Regions from separate parts of the Anas platyrhynchos genome. Here region 2 is linked to region 1. Evidence: chromatin contacts called from public Hi-C data. All regions are on one chromosome and are shown on one strand. The core of a region is the stretch at or near the end of the contact, and the rest is flanking DNA. Distances in the headings are between cores, read along the strand shown.

The links. A called contact is a pair of places that touch in the nucleus more often than the background predicts.
Region 2: a contact with region 1 is called in a Hi-C map of subcutaneous adipose tissue, with 2.6 times the contacts expected there. The contact joins the promoter of MIB2 here to the promoter of MRPL20 in region 1. A contact is called at or near these places in 3 of 8 Hi-C or Micro-C datasets (skeletal muscle and subcutaneous adipose tissue).

The regions. Positions count from the first base shown.
Region 1 is chr22:3,747,197-3,755,020 of IASCAAS_PekinDuck_T2T, forward strand. It overlaps MRPL20 (mitochondrial ribosomal protein L20), which reads right to left and starts at 4,941. Exons shown (of 4, transcript XM_005008840.6): 1 at 4,780-4,941; 2 at 3,720-3,830; 3 at 3,342-3,419; 4 at 1,427-1,966. The coding sequence starts at 4,866. The coding sequence ends at 1,793. It overlaps CCNL2 (cyclin L2), which reads right to left and starts at 984. Exons shown (of 11, transcript XM_027443260.3): 1 at 618-984. The coding sequence starts at 947.
Region 2 is chr22:3,917,321-3,925,144 of IASCAAS_PekinDuck_T2T, forward strand. MIB2 (MIB E3 ubiquitin protein ligase 2) reads left to right here and starts at 4,429. Exons shown (of 19, transcript XM_027443308.3): 1 at 4,429-4,559; 2 at 4,785-4,915.

The DNA.
Region 1 (7,824 bases), core at 3,691-6,190:
AAGAAAAGGTACATTACTATCTTAATAATGAATGGAGTTGTCTAAAATGGTATCAACACCGCAAATCCTACCTTTGAACAAAACACATGCATTGAATTGTAAGGACCCAGAATATTAGACGTAGTAAAATCCTAAGTTGTGATATTAACCCAGAAAAAAAGCTTTTTCTTGGTGTGGGGAGGAAGTCAGGAAGTCAAACCAGATTACGATTTTGTTATGTTAACATTGTAATCTGATCACCCGAGACTCGGGTAGCGAGGAGACTTCAAAGTTTCCCCCCGAGGTAACAAGAAGCCTGCCCGCGAGGGAATCTCCCCAGCCCCACAAAACCTCACGGCGCTCCCTCCCTCCCTCCGCACCCCCCCGAGCAGCCCCCTCCTTCCCCACACCCGGCCCTAACAAAGCGCCGCGGGGCGGCGGCGGGGCGCTGCCCTCAGCCGCTTCCTGCCGCCCGGGGAAGGCCGCAGGCCCCGCGGGGAGCCTCGGAGCCACCGGGGCCGGGCCGTGGACCACGGGGGGAGGCTGAGGGCCCCTCGGTGCGAGGCCTGAACCCCCGCGCTGTGAGGCCTACACCCCCCCGGTGTGAGGCAGGGCGCAGGCCTCACCCCGGGGCCTACCTGCGGGAGGCGGAGGAGGATGCCGGCCGCCTGGATGAGCTCACAGCCGGTGACCCGCAGCTCGGTCTCGGTGTCGGGGTCGAGCCCGCTGCTCATGGACGGCGTGAAGCGCAGCGTGTGCTCGGGCAGCAGGCAGTTCTCCAGGGTGATCAGCACCCCCGAGTACAACCGGTCGCCGATCAGCACCGCGCCGGGACCCGGCACCGGAGGGCCGCCTGGCCCCGCTTGGGGGACACCCCCAGCCGCCACCCCGACCGCCTGAGGCCCCGCCGGGCCGCCGCTGCCCCCCACCGCCGCCACCGCCGCCGCGCTGCCAGCCCCCGCCGCCATTTTGTGGTGCCGCCGCCTCGCCCGGCTCCGCGCTGCCTCACGCACGCAAGCCCCGCCTCCTTCCCCCTCCCTCCCGCCGACGGCCGCCTGCTATTGGCGGAGGGCGGCGAAGCGCCGCGCGGCGATTGGCCGAGCCGCCTGTCCGTCTGGCGCCGCCGTGGGCTGAGGGGGGTGGCGTGACGCAGCGGTTGGGAATTTGAACGGGCGGAAGTGGCGGGCGGCGGCTTCAGGGCGGCCGCGGCCTAGGCTGAGGTTGAGGCCTCGGCCCAGGCCCCCGGGGGCTCCTCGGGCTGTGGGGGCGGCTGGCAGCGCCCCACCCCACCCCAAAACCCGCAGCAACACCGGGCCGCTGCCCCCCAGCGCTGGGGGCACCCAAATCTGCCCCAAGAGGGCAGTGGGGTGTTGTTTCCCTTCCCCCCCAGTATAACACCCATATCACTACTCAAATCGTGCTTCTGATAGGAGTTAGGAAAAAAAAAAACCACACAGAACACCTTTATTAAGTTCTTCACAGAACAGAAAATATGTGCACGCTGTACATGTTTTAACAGGGGAACTGCAACAGGCTCGCCTCACAGCTGCTAATGTTGAGCTGCAATTTTTAACTCAATGCATTTAACTTCTAACGATGTATTTTAACACATTTCACTTTTAACAAAATGTTGGAAAAAAAAAAAAGTCATCCACGCGCAACCTTCACGCCCTGACCCAACCCTTCTTCCCTGCCACAAGCATCGTCTTTGGAGGATTTTGTTCCACAGCTCTGATCTCAGCTGCAGACAGTGAGCGAGCTTACCCTGCCGTACGAGTTCCTGTTTATAACACGCATCTGCAGGCTCCTGGCATCAATAGTGGTGTACGATACGAGAAAATATCCCCTCTGGTTCCTTCCCATCTCCGAGGGCAGCAAGGAAGCCTTCTTGTCTCCTCCTCTGGGCCAAGGCAGCTAGGGACTTGAATGTCTTTGGCTCATAGATAGCCAGATCAGCAAGCATTTTCCTGTTCAGCTCCACCTGGGACTAAATGCAAGGATTGTTGGTTAAGTACTCTAATTTTTAGGAACAATAATCCAATGCCTAGTTAAGGTTTGAAGGCAAATTAATATTTTTTTTCCTGTACTGTACAATTTTTGCATGACTAGGGAACTGTCAGACATGCCCATTAATTCACGGACATATTAAGCTACCACGTACCATTTGTTTACTGTGTTTCTCAAAGTGTTTGCCATACAAACAATCTCTTATATTCTAAGCAGGAGGTATTATATAAAAGTTTGTTTCTTTTTATTTCTTTTAACAGAGTACCTTACAAAAATATCTTGCTCTGAGACAAGAAACAAAGGTATAGGCATCTCAAAAGAAAAATCAGTTAGCTTTTAGGCAGTTTTTATTTATTATTATATTAAGTTTTACCTAATTCTCTTGTTTACAACATGAGAAGATTAAGCAAAAGATTGAGAGTATAAATACCAGAAACTATTACTTTACAGTAAGCATGTAAGAAAACCTATACGGTTATTTGAAACATAGGTTAAATGGTTTTGAAATATGCTATAAATGTATACATAGTTCCACTTGAAGAAGCAGAAACACTACCTGTTTGTTATGATCACGGCCAAGAAAAACAAGTTTTAATTTTACAATTACAGTATCAACAAATTAAGACCAATTCTCCAGCATGTTTAACAACAAAGGACTGTGACACCAAATGTCTGCATTGTCTATGTTCACTGAAACACAAAGCTAGTAAGCAAAAAAAGTAGATTTCTTAGGCTTGCTTTTGCAAATCCAAGTTCTGTACTTTTACACGTATTGAGTGAAGCAGAGGCAGCTCTCACTTAACACCTGCAGTAGCAGCAAATGTAAAAGCATTTTGCAAGCCTTGTTCTTAAGATGAGCAGTAAAAATTTTGGGGAGAAAGGTTGGTGAGAAGCAATATCCACCACAAGAAAAGGGGGTCACGCATTTAAGGAAGAGAAACAGGGTTAGGGCAGAATTTAGTTCCTGAATCGAGTAAAACTCCTTTCATAAGTAGGACAATGTTGGCAGAAGCTCAGTCTAACAGAAGCCTTTCACCATGCTCTATGCCAGCACTGCCTGCTCAGGTTCCAATCCTTAATGGTTCTAATTCACCATTATTCTTCATCCTAATGGTTCTAATTCACCATTATTCTTCAAAGAGCAGCAATCGGAGGCTGCGTGCTCAGTCCCTTGCAGATCTTCTCTTACATGGCAACCAGCAAGCCATTGATATACTTTGTCAGACTATGTCTGCTTCACATTTTCAGAGTTTAAACAAATGAATTTACCTGATGACACAGAAGACCACTATCAGACATTTTCTCCAACCTGTTGAAAAGTTGAATCAAAGCAATTATTCAAGCACCACCCTTACCTTAAGCAGATTGCCTATGAAAGCTGGGTATTTCAAACCATGTTCAAGAGAAGCTGCTTCAATCCTAGTGATCCAGAGCTGAAAGAGTAAAAATCCATATCTTAGATAATAAAATATTTAGAAGTAAACATTCTGTCATACTGATCTGCTCACACTTAGTAAATGCAACAGATTCAGACCTACAGTTTTCTCAGTGCTAGACACACCTCAATGTACTTCAGCATGTGATCATTTTCAGACCACAGGGAGACCTTAAATTCACAGCATTTTTTACCAGCTAGTAAAACATTTTCAGAGAGCCCCCCAGCAAGGAAAACAGACACATCAGCTCTGCTCTTTTCCCATTTTACTGTTGACATCTAACATCTTGCTCTTTACCGCTCTCAGCAGCCTCTTCTTCTCTTTTCTGGCCTTTGTAGACTTCACAAAAGCTCTCCGAACACTTCGTACAGCCAACTTATAGCAGCGGTTCTTCCTTCCACGAAAATGCTGAAGTAAAAACAAGATGTTCTTGTTCAGTTATCTTTGAAGCTGTTAAACTCTTCAGTAATGCTAATATATCCTCGTTTGCACTTCAAAACCCTTCATAACAAAGTTCACTAAATACTTCACAAACATCAGCTAAGCCTGCAGTCAGCACATAATGAAAATTTTCTTGTTTTACAGCATGGGAAACTCAAAGCTGAGAACTTGGAACAGGCTGAAACCTTTCAGTCCAGCAGGAGGGAGACAAACCAGGCCTCACTTTAGGCCATGATTCCAGAAGGAAGGCAGTCAGCAAAACCATCTTTCAGTGTTTTGTATCAACCCCAAAACTCCTCATTCCTGAGCTCAGTTTTGTCTGTACAACCACAGGGATGGGACGGGACCCTCTGATACGTTTAAAACACTGCAGCTGCCCAAACAGAAAGCGTTATGGAAGAGGTTTATTGGAGCTGCTACCATTAACACCACATGTTACCCATCATAACAGAAGGCAGACAGTGCTGTACACAGAGGTCACTGGTACTGCTGCTGTGGGCAGCCTGGCCACAGGACGGAGATACTCCCACTTAATTCAGCATTTTCCACCTCAATTCTGCAGCAAGACACACCTCCCAGCAGCATGCTGTCAGCCTGCCCTTGAAAAAGGCGCTGCCCCAGCCTAGGTTGCCACCTCTGCTCAGAACACGTCGCCAAGCAGCGTGCACGAGATGCACCCAGAATGCTGCGGGGGGGGGAAATCGCTGTTCCTTCACCCCATTAAAAACAAACAAAAAACCACAAAACCACCCCGCAGCTCCTGCCCTTCACCCCCACCGCTGCTCCGTCTCACGGCAGGGACCCCGAGCACGCTTTAAGGAAGCACAAAGGCGAAGGGGAACGGCTGAATTCCCATCACCCGACGCCCCCAAACCCAAGAGAGCCTCGGGGCAGCGGGGCACAGCCCGGCACTCACCCGGGCATACTTCAGCACCTCCTGCACCCTCCAGAAGCGATCGCTCAGGCGGCTGCGGAGCCAGCGAGGCGCGCTCAGCAGCACCATGTCCGCCGCCGGGGGCACGGCCCTGCCGCCCCGCTCCGCCTCCCGGGGCGGGCACAAAGCGGCCAAGGGGCGGCCCCCGCCATTACGCCAGCTCCCGGCTTCGCTAGGCCGCAGCAGGCCGCGCCGGGCCCGGCCTCGCTTCGTAATCCCTTTAAATGATCAAAACCAAAAGCCTTCCCTCGTGTTTATTTAGTTCTGCGTTTGTATTGTTAGGCTGTCTGTACCTGCCTGTAGCAATACGCCAAGTGTTTTTACGTGAGGGACTGAATGGATTATGATAGCTGCTAATGTTTCTGGTTTCTTAATGTTTCTTCTAATACCTTTAACATTAGAATCATAGAATCACTAAGGTTGGAAGAGCCCTACAAGATCATCTGGTCCAACCATCCCTTTACCACCACTATCACCCCACTAAACCATGTCCCCAAGCACCACATCCAACCTCTCCTTGAACACCCCCAGGGACAGTGACTCCACCACCTCCCTGGGCAACCCATCCCAACGCCTGACTGCTCTTTCTGAGAAGAAATGTCTCCTCATTTCCAGCCTAAACCTACCCTGGCACAACTTGAGGCCATTCCCTCTAGTCCTGTCAACAGTTGTCTGTGAGAAGAAGCTGATCCCCAGCTCTTCACAACCTCCTTTCATCAAACTCCTTTCAGAAATGCTGGCATTGTTCCATTTAACAGTAAAAATCTACAGGTTTGCTGCCTTCACCAGCAGTGCTAAAGCAATGTGAGAAGTCTTCATGCTGTTTTCAGTGACAGGAAGAATTCAGTACCGGGCAGTATGTCTTAACGTCTTCCTGTGCTTAAGAGATGTTGAGAAGTAAAATGAGAAGTTATGACCCGTGAAAAACCACAAGATGGGGCTGTTGTTATAGACAGTGGAAAAGTTATTCCTTAGCAGCAAGGGTCTCTACCATCAGAGAAGATAACTAATGAATTTGGTCATCATTAATCACACCACTTTCAGCATCTCAAAGTAACGATGCTCCTGTTAGAAACTGCTCCGTAACTTATGCCATCATCAAGACGTCTTTCCCATTTATGGGAAGGTGCTTGTTAGTGATGTGGAAATTTTACAGAATTAGAGGCTTAGGGAATCTTTTTTTTTATTAACAGTGGGGCTTGTTTGATTCAAAGTCAGCTTGGTTATTAGAAGAGTCATTAGAATATTTTATTTTTTTCCCCCAAAGGAAAATCAATATAAAGAACAAAAGATTCAGACCTCCCACAATTTAAAATGCGTTTTCATTATAGCAAAAATATTTTGGGAAGTTTCACTTGATTTAGTGAAGCTCTTTATAATTTATGACAGTTTTTAGACTAACAGCTTTTTGTTTGTTTGTTTTGTTTGTTTTTACCACATCACTGCGCCCTTGCTGACAGACAGTAAAAACCCTTCGTATTTATGAAGGAATAAAAAAAAAATGGCACAAGAAAAATTACTGTGGCAATGGGGTGTAGCTTGTTAGAGCAGTCATTTACTCAAGCTCCTCTGGTGCTCCTCTGCTGCTTGCTGGCAGTTTCTGTCTCATTCACCTGTTCTGCAGGGAGCTCCACATGGTCCCCAAATGCAAAGGAAATTCAGTCCACAGGTGATCCTCCTGCCTCTGCTAGGAAAGCAATTCCCAATAGGGAAAAACCTACAGAATGGCAAGCTGCACAGGGCTGCCAAACCTGCTCTTTGTGGGGCTGCAGTGCTCTGTGCTACCCCAGCACAAGTGATCTGGGGGTAGAAATTGAGTTGCCTGGCCCTGAGTTTGCTGTCTTTCAATGGCTTGAGCCTGAATTTGTATTTCCTATAATATTTGTTGTTGTTCTTGTTTTTCCCTTAGCGTGTTTCTTGACCTTTCTCCAGTTAGAGGGCATAACTCATTCTTGAAGAATATTATATATTTAAATCAGGGGCTGTTAGGCAGCCATTCACTATGCTGAGACTGTTCAGAAGCCTTGATGCCATTTGTCATATTTATTACATCCAATGCCATCTGTTTTCCTGCACAGATTCAGGGCTTTATTAACACTGTGGCTGGCCTGTGCCATAACTGAAAGCAGGATGTATGCCACAGTTATTTCCCTCTGGACGTCTGGGTAGATCTGTGCAGACATTTCACATTTTGCAGCTTGAGAGAAGGCTACTGCCTTGCGTTCCCCCCTAGGAGCCATTCAGCCTGAGTGAGCAGTGAGGCAATGGGTGGAACAAGATGAAAATGGGCTTTTCATACAATGTGAGTGTTTTAAAGGTCGTTTCTCACTGTATTTCTTTCATCCCTCTCACACACATGACTTCATTATTAAAAAGAGACAGGCTGGCTTGTAGTCTTTAAAAAATGTTGATGATTGATATTGACTCATGGGTCCAAAAAGACATAGAACAGACACAGGATCTGTTCTCAGTCTTGTCACTGGCCTGCTAGGTGACAGAGCAAGCAACTTCCCCTCTCCGTGCCTCAATCTGCACATCTTTAAAAGAAAGAGTCACAATACTGCCCCTTGGCTAATGTACTTGAAAATGCACCGAGCAAAACTTGAATATGCCCGCTAGGTATTATTCTGAGCCTGTGGCAGCACTCCTGCTCCAGATCGTTTGTCTCCCCAGACTTTAAATTATTCATTGCTACTGTGAGCCCTTTGAAGAATGCGAACATGAATTCTCTGTTTATGAAATGTCTTAGCTGTGCCCTACACCATATATGCTAAGCAGGTTTGCATCCTTTGTGCTTTGCCAATCTGATTTAGAAACGCTTTCCTAGCACAGCTGGGAAATCATTTCAGGCTCTTTGCTCAATGAGAAGTTTGTCTAGCAGTTACTTAGACGGTTTTCACAGTTTGTTCCCTTTCTCCCAGGAAAGTGGCTGTCCAAACAGAGGTGCTCCTGGGGTTTGCAGTTTTGTCAAAAAAATAAAATAAAATAAATTGATCTGTCAACTGAAGTGCTTTTTGTAATCAATTT
Region 2 (7,824 bases), core at 3,179-5,678, 170 kb after region 1:
GGATTATTCTGGGTGGCTGACCCAGCAGCTCTGGCAGAGTCACTGCCTCTCTGTTTTCATGTTCTTCCCCTCTTTTTATTCTCTGCAGAATTCTGGTTTATTTACTGCCAGTGCTGATACATCGCCAACAGGAGAGCTGTGACCCAACGCATCACTTCTTCCCTAGTACTCCACAGCAGTGCAAGCGGATCAGATCCTGACGCAAAGCTGGTTCGGTGAGGTGCACGGGACAAGAGGATAAATCCTCCTCTTCTCGTTTTACAGATGAAACTGAGGCAGAGACTGCTTTTTATAGGGCTCCAGGGAACTGGATGAAATTCAGAAGCAGAGAAGAGTGCTTCTCCGCACACCATGGCAGAACAATTACCCAGCTTTGCCCCCAGGAGGAATGCATGACACCATTATATTTATTTGCCATTTGCCTTATTGATGGCAGGCTCCATCCAGCATATTCTTTGCAGAATTTCTTAGCAAGTGTTTTAAAGTTCCCCCTGAGATTTCAGTTTGATGTATGAAGATCCAGGCTGCCTCTGGTGCTTTTTATCACAGCGACTGGGCTGCAAAAAGCAGGATGGCAAAGGACTGCCAGCTCAGTGAGTCAGTGGACTGTGCAAGCACACATGGCCAGAGAACTTCAGCCAAACAAGCATTAAGCAGGGCTCCTTTAGGAGCTTTTAGTTCTATTTACACCCCAATTCTATCTATATCTTTCCCTATATATTTTTAAAAGCAGAAGAGGACTGAGTTTGATCTAGATGTTCTGAAGATGCCCCTTTATTGCCTGGCCCTTTTATACGCCTCAACAGCTGGGTGGCTTGTCTGGCTGAGAGGCTCCAAACTCAAAACTGTCACCCTGGGATCACAGGGAGATGGCCCCTAAGTCACTTTCTTCTCTTCTGCAAGACAAAAGCCAGAGGCAGTGACCACGTCTTGCTTGCTTGTCACTTACAGCTGATAAGCAAGTTTCTCTTCAGTGGTGTGAGACTGCCCCTTATCTTTTTCAGGCCACCAAATACAGGCTAAAGGGAGCTAAAGCAAAATAGTTCTGTTTAAAACTCGCAGCCAAGAGCTGTTCTAGAGTCACAGAGCAGGCCAGAGGAGCTTCAACCTACACTATCAGCACTTCAGAGGACACAGACAGCAGCAGCCAAAAGCTAGGAAATTTTTAACAGAAGAAAAGAGCCTGTCCTTGCAAACAGGAGCAAATGACTCTGTTTCTTCAAATGAGGACAGTTTGACTAGCCAACGAGCTGTCCTTCAGTGATCCTCATTCCAGTTTCTATCCAGCCTTCACACTGTTGACATCCCTGCATGATCTTTTTGTGGATTTCTTTCTTGTTTTGAATGCTCTACTGTTTTAATTTCTGTGAGATGTTGGGAGCTGAGCTAACTTTCTTAAGGACCCTGTTGTGTCCATTGGTTCATTGTAAAACAATGAAGGCAAGACATTTCCTCCATTGTCTTCGGCTTATATGGGATTAAAATGCTGTGTGTTTCTTGGTTCTATTTTCCACTTCATTTGTATTTGGGAAAATGACCGTGTAACGGCAACACAAAATCTGGCACAGATGAGTCTTTATGTCCTTTGTCAACAGAAACCAACAGTACTGTTTCCAGTTATTCATGGTATTGTGCTGTATTTTTGAGCAAAACAGTCCAGCACACCCAGCACTAACATTTTTGGTGTGAACCACAGGTAAGTATCTCCTCTCCTTAACCAATGAAATTACTTTTACCTTCCCTAGACATTATTTTTAAACAAATGAATGCAGACAAGTTCCACAGAGCGCTGGAAACCTTTCCAAGCAGCTTTTAAAATACCTGATGCAAAACACTAAATACAATCATCACCGTCTTAGTCTTATTTGCCTGAATGATTTCTTTAATGATCATGGGCCAATAATACAACATTGCTTTCAATTACACCAGTACAAAACTGAAAAATCTCCACCAAATTCAGGAGTTACCAGATTTACACCCACGCAGGTCACACAAAGCTGGACTCACACTTTGCCTGTTATTTATCGGTTACCTTATTTGCCTTTATGTTTATTGGATACAGATGGTGTCCCAGGACAGACACAGTCCTTTTAACATATACATCTATTAGCTTTGCAAAGACTCCTGGCTTATTTTAAATCCCCTGTTGTTTAGACTGGCTCCTGAAAGGCCAAGGCTCAAGACATCAGGAAACAATTTGGATGTTAGAATCTCAAGGATTTAAACCCTAAGGCCTGTATTAACCTGGAGTCATACTTCTTCCAGTATGAAATGTGGGTTAAAAAATCAGGATAGCTCTTTTTCAGTGCTAAAAGTTGTTGGCAAGGAATAAAGAGGAATTCCCTTAGGGTGTGGATTCTATTAGGCTATGCTTTCATTTGCTTCAGAGGAGAGACCTAGATGTGGAATTTAACTTACTCAGAGTCAATTCCCAAAGCTTGGTGTTGGATGTAGGTCACTTTCTGGCTTGTTTTGAGATTCAGCTGAGTTTGAAATATTGCAATTTTCAGCAAAGAGCAGAAGGCACAGATATCTTTTCTGTTCTCTACAGGTCATTGCCTCTGAAGGCAGTGCCACAAGGTGTAATCATAACCTCAGCACACATTTGCAACGTGTGAGCCAGGGAAAGTTGCCATTTCCAGGCTTTTAAGGAGAGAATTCCCCAAACCAGGCTTTCCACATGCAAATTCCTGTATTGGGCATTCAAAATAGGCACTGCAGGACATAGATTCTGGACAAAGCATCTTATATATGACTTGAAGACACTTTTCCCTTCAACAGACTTTTTTTTTCTAAGTCCTGTTCAATCACCTTCAAAGAACATCTGCAGATTGCTGCTGCTGATACTACCATCATGGAGGCATTTACCCACATGGCCCAAGGTTCACAGGTGCATATTAGTAAGCTGCAAAATGTTAAGAGGAGCTCTTTTGTAAGAAAGGCTTATTAATAGAGCTAAATCCACAGAGATCTGCTGACCCTGAAGTGGCCTTCCATGTCTGTTAGATAAAGTGCCTAGAGCCGAAGCCTGCAGCCTGTGACTATTTCTGTGTAACAGCGGCATCCAGTGGGCACAAAGAGATTCCCAGCAAAATATTTGAGAAATAAGGGTAAGACCATGTAACAGCAGAGGTTTCTCTCCCATATCCAGAGCTATGTTTCCCCCTCTCTCTCCCTCCTTAGCATTACTATCTATTGCATGTTGTAGCAGAGATGCTAGTGACATTGATGTGGCTAGAGCCAGACCTATGGAAACAATTCTACCACAACCAAAGTCACATCGAAAAAAAAAATTAAAAAGGGTTAGAACATTATCACCCAAGTGAAATACTCACTTTGCTATTTTATAAAGAGTCCAACTAAAGCCTCTCACTCAGTCTGTCAGATTTCATTCACTCCCTTTCACATTTACATTTTCACGATTACCCAAACATATGTGATGAAGTGGTCTGGCCAACACCACTTTTACACAACAAGGAGGTCAAGAGACCTGGCTGCTCAGTCCTACGTTTTGGCTTTCATCAAATGGCAGTGAAAAGCTTGGTTTGGGACAGGTCTTTGTTATGGTAGCAGCTAGAATACTGTGACTGTGTGTCAGAATTTTACCCTCTTCAGTCTTCATAGGCTCCAGCCAATGCTGCTCCCCATTGTTTTTGTTCCCACCTTATGGATTTTAGGGACAGTTTGGCAACCCAAGTCAGACGTGTCTGGCCTCAGCAGTGGAAGAGGAGACAGACCAGGCTCTGCTGCATGGACAATGGCTCCACAGGAGAATGTTATCGGTGTTGGTGGAGAAAAGCAATGCAAATTCATGCCTCTCTGAGCAGGAAATCATTATCAACACGGTAATAATACCTTGTGCTTTTAGACTTACCCATTTTGACTACGAGTGTCGGCAAGGCCCCAGCTGGGCTGCCTTTCTTTGACATTCCTGGTGGCAAGCCGAGCCTCTCCGAGCCCTCCTGCTCACCCAAGTGATACAGCACCTTGCTGGGCCCAATGCTGAACCCCCAAATCTCCCTGACAGCAGACCAACTTACCCTCAAATGTAACACTCAAACGTTTAACAAACACACCCCAGACCTTATAACCGCATTTTTATTTTATTTTTTCCAGTCAGAACAGCCCACGGACTTCCACGGCCGTTTTGCTGGGGCAGAGACGACCCCCAGCGTTTATTCTCGACACGACGAAGGGATCTGAGGCTCAGAACTCAACAGGGACAGGGGCTCGGTGAGGAGACCATGAGGTGAGGAGACCGTGAGGTGAGGTGAGAGGACCCTGAGGTACGGGGGGCGCACCGCGGGCGCTGCCCCCATCACCACAGGAGCCCCCATGGCGCTCACCCCCGTGCTGGCGCTGCCTCACGGGACTTGTAGTCAGCGCTCCCCCGAACAAGGAGAGGCACCGGGGCGAGGAGCTAGGAACTACACCTCCCGGCATGAACCGAGAAGCGAGAGGCCTGGGCGGGAGGGGAGGCGGGGACGGGCGGCGCCGCTGCTGCAGCACCCGCGGGGCCGGCGGGGCCGCGGCCCGGCTTCTCGGCCACTTCCCCGGGGGTGAGGGGCTGCGGGGGGCTCGGGTGCCTCAGCGAGGCAACCCCCGGGGCTTGGCGGCTCTCGGGGACCGGGGAAGGGGTGGGAGAGACGGGGAGGGAGCCCTGAGGGCGCCGGGGGAGGCTTCTGCTGGGGGGCGACTCCCGGCCCGCGGCCGGTGCTCGGCTCCTGTTTCACAGGGGGGATCCTGAGGGAGCCGCAGCTTCGTGTCTTCTGCTCTCCCCTCAGGCCGTAGAGCTGGCAGCTTGCAGGCTCCTGCCCCCAGGATGAAAGAGGGAAGGAGACAAACACGGCTCTGGCGAAAGGACAGCGGCTTGCCGAAGGGCTGCGTGAATTGTGCTCGCTCCGCTCTCTGCCAGGTATGTGCCTGTTCTGCTTTTTATTTCCACCCTCTCAAGGGATGGGTTTACTCTAAGCAGCTGCTTCTCCTCCTTGCCATGTTTACCAAGGGTTGAGCCCGCAGTGGGATCTTGCTCCTGCTTTATTTTTTGCTTCTTTTCTTCTGGGTGGCCAGCAGCAGCTGCAGCAGAGGGTGTAAATACCTCAGCGGGTGTAAATACATCAGCGGGTGTAAACACAGGTGTGTGCCTGTTCTGGAGGTGTGTTCCTGTCCTGAAGCAGGAACTGCTGCTAAGCCCTCACCTGCTGAGGTGAGAGCTGACAGAAACGCTGGGATGGATTCCTGTCATATCACCGGAGCATAGGCCTTATGCTGAATTATTACTCAGAACTGAAACACGTGTGGCTTTTTTTTCCCCCCTCTGATTATTTGCTTTTTCCTCTGATTTATTTGATTTGATTTATCTCCTTGAACTGAGAAAGCAAGAAAAACAAGGGCAAAACTTCTCTGTAGAGAAGGCCGTTCAGCTGCATTGGAAGCTCTGTGTGTGTTTGGGCCGATTTCCCTGCAGATGCTCAACTCTGGAATTTAATTACTTGAGTGAGAAGTAAATGAGGGACTCGTTTACTGTAAATAACCCCCATTTTCGTGTTTGGAGTGATGCCACATGTCATATGGGTAGTGGAAAGCAGAAAGAAACTTCAGTAGCCTTGGCAGAGCTAGCAAAGCCTATTCTGAGCTTTCTTTTCTGCTCTGGCTTATGGGTGCCTGGTTTTGTACCTGGAACAGCTAATGTCTGGTGGGCAGGTGGTGGTTCCCTTCAAGAAGTGCCTCCTGAAGGCAGACAACTACCAGAGCAGCAGGTCGAGCGTCAGGTGACTCGCATCTTAGAGGTCTTCCCCAAACTAAATAATTCCAGGATTCTATGATTTCTGTGGTGACAAGGTGTAATGAGTTCATGTAGGACTGGTAAACGTGCCTGCAGTGCATGTAACAGAGTTCTCTGGTCATTTAAGCATCACTACTGGTTCTGTTTCGTGAGTGATTTTTCTCATGTTAAGCTTCAACAAAGTGAATGTGTTTCCCATCCCTTTCCACAGCACACCTCTGTTTCGCTGTTATGAGAATAATTTCAATAAGTGTATGTTATTGGTGTTGGCTCAATTCTCTGCTCATTGTGATGTTGCTGGGTAGTTTCCTGTGTTTTGGTGTCAGTCTGGAATGCACGTTTGAAACCGTGTGACTGTGGAAGTCCTGTGCCTGGTCAGCATATAAAGAACCTTACAGTTTTCCAGCCTTGGTCTTGAGTGGCCACTAAGGCACTGCTAGGATTGTTTGGAAGAATTGGGATTCTGTGCACAGCATATTTCTGCTAAAACTTTTATGGAAGTCTCAGAAGTTGCAAAAACTGTAGAAGTGCCACAAATGTGGTTGCAAATGTCTCCTTTCCGTTTATTTGGGACCACTGTGGGCTATTCCAAGCTGTGGTACTCTCCCAAACAAGCTCACCTCTTGCCTTGCCTTCGTGTGGTGTTATTATTGGTTGCTCACGGACAAGTTGCCAGTGGCTTGGCTGAAGGTGAAGACTTTCTCCAACCTGATAGCTGGTCTCTTCTAGGTCACGTTGCCCCTGCCTGCCTGTTCCTGTTAAATCTGTTTGTTTTGCTCATCGTCTCTGAAACAGAACCGCTCCCGGGCCCGGCAGGATTCAGGGTCACTCTGAATGTGACTGTGCCACTTGCAGCAGTACCGATCATGCGCTTTTATTCTGAGCTTCTGTATTTCAGGGACTCAGGAGTAGAATGCAGGGCTTGGTGAGCAGGCTGTTTGAATCCTGGTTGTTTTGTAAGGATTCTGATTCACGGCTTATCAGGGGCATTTACAGAGGGGCCTGAGTATTGTGATATAACTTGCAGCATGTTCTCACTAGAAACTCTCACTGGGGAGCCCCATAAACCCTCTGATATGTTGGTGTTGCTTTCCTCTTATTTGCTCCTTCCATTGTTTCAAGTGTGATTAGGTCAAATCGTGTTGCTGGCTCCTCTCTGATTCCCAAAGTACCTGATGATCGCATTCCTCAAGCATTCGTGTTATTGGAACAGCTGTTAGCAAGAACGCCTTTTCTTGTTCTGTTTTTCTTTTATTTTTATTTCCCCATCAAGATTTTTGGTGGGATGCTCCTTTCCTTGACAGAGATGTCTTTCTAAGGCAACGCTATCCTACCTGAGCTGGGAAACGTCATCTTCCCCTTCCTGGTTCTCCTGTGTGGTTTTCTTTGGAAGCAGCAGGCCTTAATCCAATAACGATCGGGCTTTGCATGCATGCAAACACTGAACTGTTCTCTCCAGAGGTACCGAGCTGATGATATCGGTAGGTCATTTGGGAGTTCTTTGCTGTCAAAATACAAGCCTCTTAAGCCAGTTCGTTTTGTGTGCAGGTGGTTGAATTTAAAAGCCTGTGCCTTTCTTACAGGCTGCTGTAAGTTATCTCCTTTGTCGTGGAGCTGCGATGCAACTCCTGTTGGGGTTGGTACCTGGGAGATGTGCATCTGTGCAAAAGCAGGCAAAGAGACTTTAGATCAGAATGAACGCTTCAGTTGTCTGAATAGCAAAAAAGAAAAAAGAATCTGCATAGAATAATTATAAACTGATAAAATTTTATCTCTGTGTGGTAGGTATCATCAGATATTTTTCTATCTTTAAGCAAAGACGGAGAAAATGGAGTCTGTTGTCTATTTCTGCTCCCTTTGTCATGAGAGCTGTAGTTTTGTTTGGAATTTCCCAGGAAACTTGGAGCAAGGATATATGAGTTTCTTGCTGGCTCTGCCACCAATTCCATATGTAACCATGGCTCCATTTTCCATCTGTGAAGTGTTCTTGCATGCTTTAAAGCTATCCAAAGCTGAACGATAACATCATACTTCTAAAA